Regions from separate parts of the Mus musculus genome. Here region 1 is linked to region 2. A link is a contact called in public promoter capture Hi-C data. All regions are on one chromosome and are shown on one strand. Each heading gives the region's core, a stretch centred on a gene start, on an enhancer-like site or on the middle of the called end of the contact. The rest is flanking DNA. Distances are from core to core; before and after follow the strand shown. Region 1 overlaps Gtpbp1 (GTP binding protein 1). Region 2 overlaps Triobp (TRIO and F-actin binding protein).

Region 1 (2,739 bases), core at 51-2,550, 700 kb after region 2:
TGTAGGAAGCCACATAAAGGTCAGTTGTGACAAGTGGTGGGGCGAGTCTGTAAAGACCCAGACTGTTCAGTATTTGTTTAAGTGTTTGTTTAAGAGGGGCTGGCCTGGGGGCTGGTGAGATGGCTCAGTGGGTAAGAGCACCTGACTGCTCTTCCGAACGTCTAGAGTTCAAATCCCAAGACAGCTACAGTGTACTTACATATAATAAACAAATCTTTAAATAAATAAATAAATAAATAAATAAATAAATAAATAAATAAATAAGGGGCTGGCCGTGAATTCTTGACGCTTTGACTTTGGCCTTGCCATGCCATGCAGAGTTTTTCTCCCATCCTTTAGTGCAGTCTGAATTTTACCATTGCCACCAACTCATACCTAATTAACCCTCCTTCAGAAGGAAGATGTCAGATCCTCCCTGGACCATCGCAGCACACCCCAGCATTAGCCACACATCATCTTGGTAACTCCTTCTGCTGGATTCTTTGGAGGCAGAGAGAGATCTCAACTGGTTAAACAAGTTGAGCATCAAACAGGACTGAGTCAATTACAAGGCCCCCAGAGGTCAGCTTCGTCTCCAGCTTCTTCCCTGTGAAGGTGTTGTACCCCTCCACTAGGGCCTTCCACTGTAGCCCTGGAGTAAAGGAGACTTTACTGGGAGAAATCTTTCCCAGATAAGCATATTAAAACCATGCACACCATCCAGGGGACTGTGCTATGCCTGTATGCTCTTCATTTAAGGTTAATGTTTTAGGAAGCAAGTCAGTAATGGTCCGGTGGTTTAGGGTCTGCAGCCTGGGAGGTCTGGGCTTGCCTGTTGACTGTTTTCCTTGCCTTAAAATGCAGGTAATGAGCTGGGGAGTATGCACTGCTCTTCCAGAGGTCTCAAAGTTCAGTTCCCATGCACACTTGGAAGCTCACAGCCACCCATAACTCCAGCTCCTGGGGATCTGATACTTTCAAGCACTTTCATGTGCCCATTCCCACACACACTTAATTAGAACTCAAATCTTTCAAAATAAATAGTACAAAAATATGAATAATGATCCCACGGTGCCCCGGTGAGTGCCGTGAGCACTCCAGGAGCGCCCTTGGCACAGAGGTGTTCGTGTTAGCACTGCCAGGTTTTCAGGGTCCAAGGTTGTAGCTGATTTACTATGGAATTGCTTTGCAAAGAGACCTCGACTGTTTCTAAGAAGTCATGGCTTGAGAGCTCATTTGGAGGTTCTAGCGGAGAGCACAGTTGTCTCATTATACCCATGACTGCCAATGGTTCTCTGTCAGGGAACTTTGCCCTCTTCTACTGAGCACAGCTCAGGGAGCACTGAGAGAGGGCGGGCATCCCTGCTTAGCCAGCCAGACCAGCCTAATCAACCCTGGTGATCAGTGGAGTGACAGATGGCACAGCAAGAGACACAGGCGTCAGCAACAGCCACACAAAGGAGCTGCTTTCCTGTGAACAGTGGCGATGGGCCGAGGAAACCCCATGCCCAGAGGCATGGTGGCATTGGAGGGCCAGATGTACTCTAGGAAGGAGAGGAGAATGTGAGGTCCAGGGATACTGAACAGGTGGGCAGGGTCCGCTTATGGTTCTTGAATGTCAGGCCAAAGAGCTGAGACTTATGTCCCCAAAGCCTGGGAAGCTGTCACTTGTATAGAAGAGTGTTGTGGGAAAGGTAAGCGAGCTGGCAGGACAGAAATCTGATGAGGGCTGGCACTGTCTTTAGTAATTGGACTCTGGCTTTTCTCCTTGGCTTTTGTCTACTCCTAACACAATGAAAGTGGTGCGTGCTAGACCAGGATAATGTGACCACCCAAGAGCTCTGATGGTCAAGGTGACATTGGTGCTGGCCCTAGCTTAGAAAGCAGCAGGGAGGTAGATAGTCTGGTGAGGATAGCAGTTTTCCCTAGTTCAGACAGCGCTAGAGCTCTGCTGTCATTCCGAACCCTCTGCCCTCTGCCCTCGGCCCCTCCTTGGTTCAGTTGTTTTATATTTTCTAGACATTTGAGTGCTTAAGGTAGGAAAACTATTCATCAGAAAATGGTTAAGATATAGTTCCCCGTCCTCAAGGTGCTTCTATAGCCTGGGCGGGGGAGGGGGGAGATGTGTGTAAAAAGACGTTTGCACAAGAGCAAGGAGTGGCAAGTGGCAAATGTTGCAAGGAGGGGCCGGTGTTTGTGGAGCCTCTGAACAGATGCTGATCGGCTGCTGTCTAGGGTGAAAAATGAGGGCAGAGCTAGGACTGTCCAGGACTTAGGATGAGTCTCCAGCCCCAACCCAGGGCCTTTGCACTGGGATAGAGCCCAGAGGGAGCCTGTGTTAAAGGATGTAGGATGACGGGGGCGGGGCTTAAGGGAATTGAACCTGGAAGGAATTCTGTTGGTTCTGGAAAGTCATTCAGAGATTCTGATGTGGAAATGGCAGTGTAAGCACTATGGTTTCTTTCTTTCTTCCTTTCTTTCTTTCTTTCTTTCTTTCTTTCTTTCTTTTTTGTTTGTTGTTTGTTTGTTTTGAGACAGGGTTTCTCTGTGTAGCCCTGGCTGCCCTGGAACTCACTTTGTAGACCAGGCTGGCCTCGAACTCAGAAATCCGCCTGCCTCTTCCTCCCGAGTGCACTATGGTTTCTTTGGGAGCTTACATGTGTGGGTGCTGTGCTGGATGGGCTGTGGGAGGTAGCACAGGGCAGGGGGGAGGCACACAGACGAGCTTCACTGAGATAAATTCTTTAGTAGAATATGGGC
Region 2 (2,700 bases), core at 162-2,661:
TTCACCCCTCTGTGAAGGCCTGGCAGGAGGGCGGGGGGCGGGGGGCATGACGGTACATCTCTCCTGTATGGTGGTCTCTCCCCCCAGTTAAACTACAGAAGACAGTTCCTCACAGGCATGGCCCGAGGCTAGCCATAGGTAATTTCTCACAGGTGTGTCGGAGGCTTGTTGCCTAGGTGACTCCACAGTCTGTCTAGTTGGTAATTCACACTGATACATTTAATGTTTAAAACGTAGTTTTGCTTAACAGTAGAGTCACAGTTCTGAGTAATTGGAAAGTCAGCTGCCCATAGTCTACCATGCATGCCAGTGCCAGGAAGAGCAAAGGGTGCTGGGGGTGGGGTGGAAAGTCCCCTGAGGGCCACACTTGGAGCTCCTGGTGGCCAGTGGGTGGGGATCCTGCTACACAGAAGGTAGAAGGCCAGTTGGTGCCAAGAGTAGGACCTCCAAGAACAAGCTGGAGTTAGTCTCCTGCAGATGTTGCGAGTTCTCCAGTGACACACAAGGAGATCTTGGAGTGCAGTAGATAAGAGGACAGGGCCCAAGCTTGGGGAGCTAGGACAAGGCTGACTGGGAACAGATTAGCTGAAGGGAGATTTTGGTCCCTGGTAACTAGGGCCCGGGAGGGCAGGGGAGCCCTGGTGGTTCTGGGGCTGGGCTAACGCGTTAGCCAGGGCTGGCTACTGCTGAGTTGTGGGGAGGGGAGGGGAACCAAAGGAACAAAAGGTGAGGAGGCTATCCTGGGGTTACCTGGGCTAAGGGAGGGTGGAAGTGGCCCATGAAGGGTGGGCTCCAGCTTGGGGTCATTGAGTGGAACTCGGAGATCCTCTCTGGAAGGGTCCGTTCACTGGGGTCGGAGCTACTGTATGTATTCACGGTTCTATTGGAACCAGCTTGAGAGTTCATTGAAGAAAAAGCTTGTTTTACTCAACTGAACTTTTAGAGGCACTACAGTAAGCTCCAAAGCCATCAAAAGGAAATGGAGGCCCAGAAGTTTGGTGTGACCTTTGAACTCTAGGCAGCCCCAGAGCCCTTGCTTCCTGGTCCTTTTTTGCCCCACGGGGCACTTCAAAAGCTGCCAGCACTCCATCTTAGGAAGTTGGTGCAGGCTCAGGGCAGGTGGGACTAGGGTGCTAAGAGGTGAGGGGGAAGCGCTTGGGAAACAATGACAACTGGGACAGCAGGCACTAGAGAGAAGAGGAACCTTGTAAGTCACATGTTCCTCAGGCCAGGGAGGAGGTGGTTGGAAACTCAGCTGATCCTGGAGAGGTGGCCCTCTTGCAGGCATGAAGGGCTCAACCTGCAGAACAGCTGTGCAGGAAGCAGGGCCTTCAGCACGGGCCTATCGTGGCCCTGGGGGAGCTAAAGGAGGAGGGCTCTGGAGCTGAGGCCACCAGGGCTTCTTCCTCTGTTTTGATATTATGGCAGAGAGGTGGCCACCAGTGTCACTAAGGAAAGTGGGTCACAGGTCACCTGGCTGGCCCTCACCCGGCTTTTATTTATTTTTTGGTTTTTGAGACAGGGTTTCTCTGTGTAGCCCTGGCTGTCCTGGAACTCACTTTGTAGACCAGGCTGGCTTCAAACTCAGAAATCCACCTGCCTCTGCCTCCCGAGTGCTGGGATCAAAGACGTGCACCACCACTGCCTGGCAGCCACACCATTTTTTAATCAAACAAGAAACAGTCCAGCCTGATGGCACTTTAATGATGGCTGGCCTTTAATCCCAGCTTTTGGGAGGCAGAGGCGGAGGCAGAGGCAGGCAGATCTCTGTGAGTTCGAGGCCAGCCTGGTCTACATAGGGCAGCCAGAGATACATAGTGTGAGACCTTGATTTAAAAAAACAAACAAGAAATTAATAAAAAATAAATAAATTATATAAGAACCACATTTACTTTTTTGTTGTTAGTTTTTTGAGGCAGGGTTTTTTTTGTGTGTGTGTGTGTAGCTCTGGCTGTCCTGGATCTAGCATCTAGTTCTCTGTGGACCAGGCTGGCCTTGAATTCACAGAGATCTACCTGCCTCTGCCTGAGTCCTGGGATTATAGGCATGGCAGTGCATAATCCCAGCCCTTGAGAAGGTAAAGCAGGCTCCTAAATCCAAGGCCAGCCTAGCTAGAGGCTAAGGCCTTTAAAATCCCTGTCTTTAAAAAACACAAACAAAGTCACGAGTTGGGTATAGTTCAGTAGTAAGTAGAGCACTCACCTCGAATGCTCAAATCTCTGGGTTCTACTGCAAAAATGTATCTAAATTAAAAGTTAGAAATGAGCCCATGAGGGCCACAGAGGTGGCTCAGTGGGTGAAGTTACTTGCCTCCAAGCCTGGTGGCCTGAGTTCCATCCCAGAAACCCCCTTAGTAAAGAAAGAACCTTTGACTTCCATATGTGCCTTGTGGCATGCATGCACCCCCCCCCCCTAAAGTCAATGTAAAAGGCAGTGAGCCCCTGACGTTTGCCCCCAGTCCTGTGCCTCCCTCTCCCACCCTTGCTTTGTCTGGATCAGCGTCCAGGCCAAGGTGACAAGTCACCACCCACAGCTGACTGGATGACACACTTGCTCAAGGCCTGCACAGGCTGAGGAGGGGGCTGGACAACCCTTTCTTGGCGGGCTGTAGGTGGGGCCGTGGGATCCATGTCTTTGCCACCATGCTTGCTTTCCTGGCTCATGGTCCCTTCCTTCCTTTCAAGGCCTTTCACTCACTCT

Evidence for each region. Promoter capture Hi-C pulls out the DNA fragments that hold promoters and counts their contacts.
Region 1: a contact with region 2 is called in a promoter capture Hi-C map of liver, with 2.8 times the contacts expected there. The contact joins two enhancer-like sites.

Annotation. Positions count from the first base shown.
Region 1 is chr15:79,695,856-79,698,594 of GRCm38.p6, forward strand. All of the region lies in intron 2 of Gtpbp1 (GTP binding protein 1), which reads left to right. Among named protein-coding and RNA genes, the nearest start is that of Gtpbp1, 6.3 kb to the left of the region's middle. Within about 2 kb of position 1,301, at least 34 of the 459 cell types and tissues checked have an H3K27ac peak or open chromatin away from gene starts, as enhancers often do. A contact at or near this core is called in liver, where this site is marked.
Region 2 is chr15:78,995,575-78,998,274 of GRCm38.p6, forward strand. The region is part of intron 18 of Triobp (TRIO and F-actin binding protein); the gene reads left to right. The region is part of intron 2 of Gm10865 (predicted gene 10865); the gene reads right to left. Among named protein-coding and RNA genes, the nearest start is that of Mir6956, 5.3 kb to the right of the region's middle. Within about 2 kb of position 1,412, at least 47 of the 459 cell types and tissues checked have an H3K27ac peak or open chromatin away from gene starts, as enhancers often do. A contact at or near this core is called in liver, where this site is marked.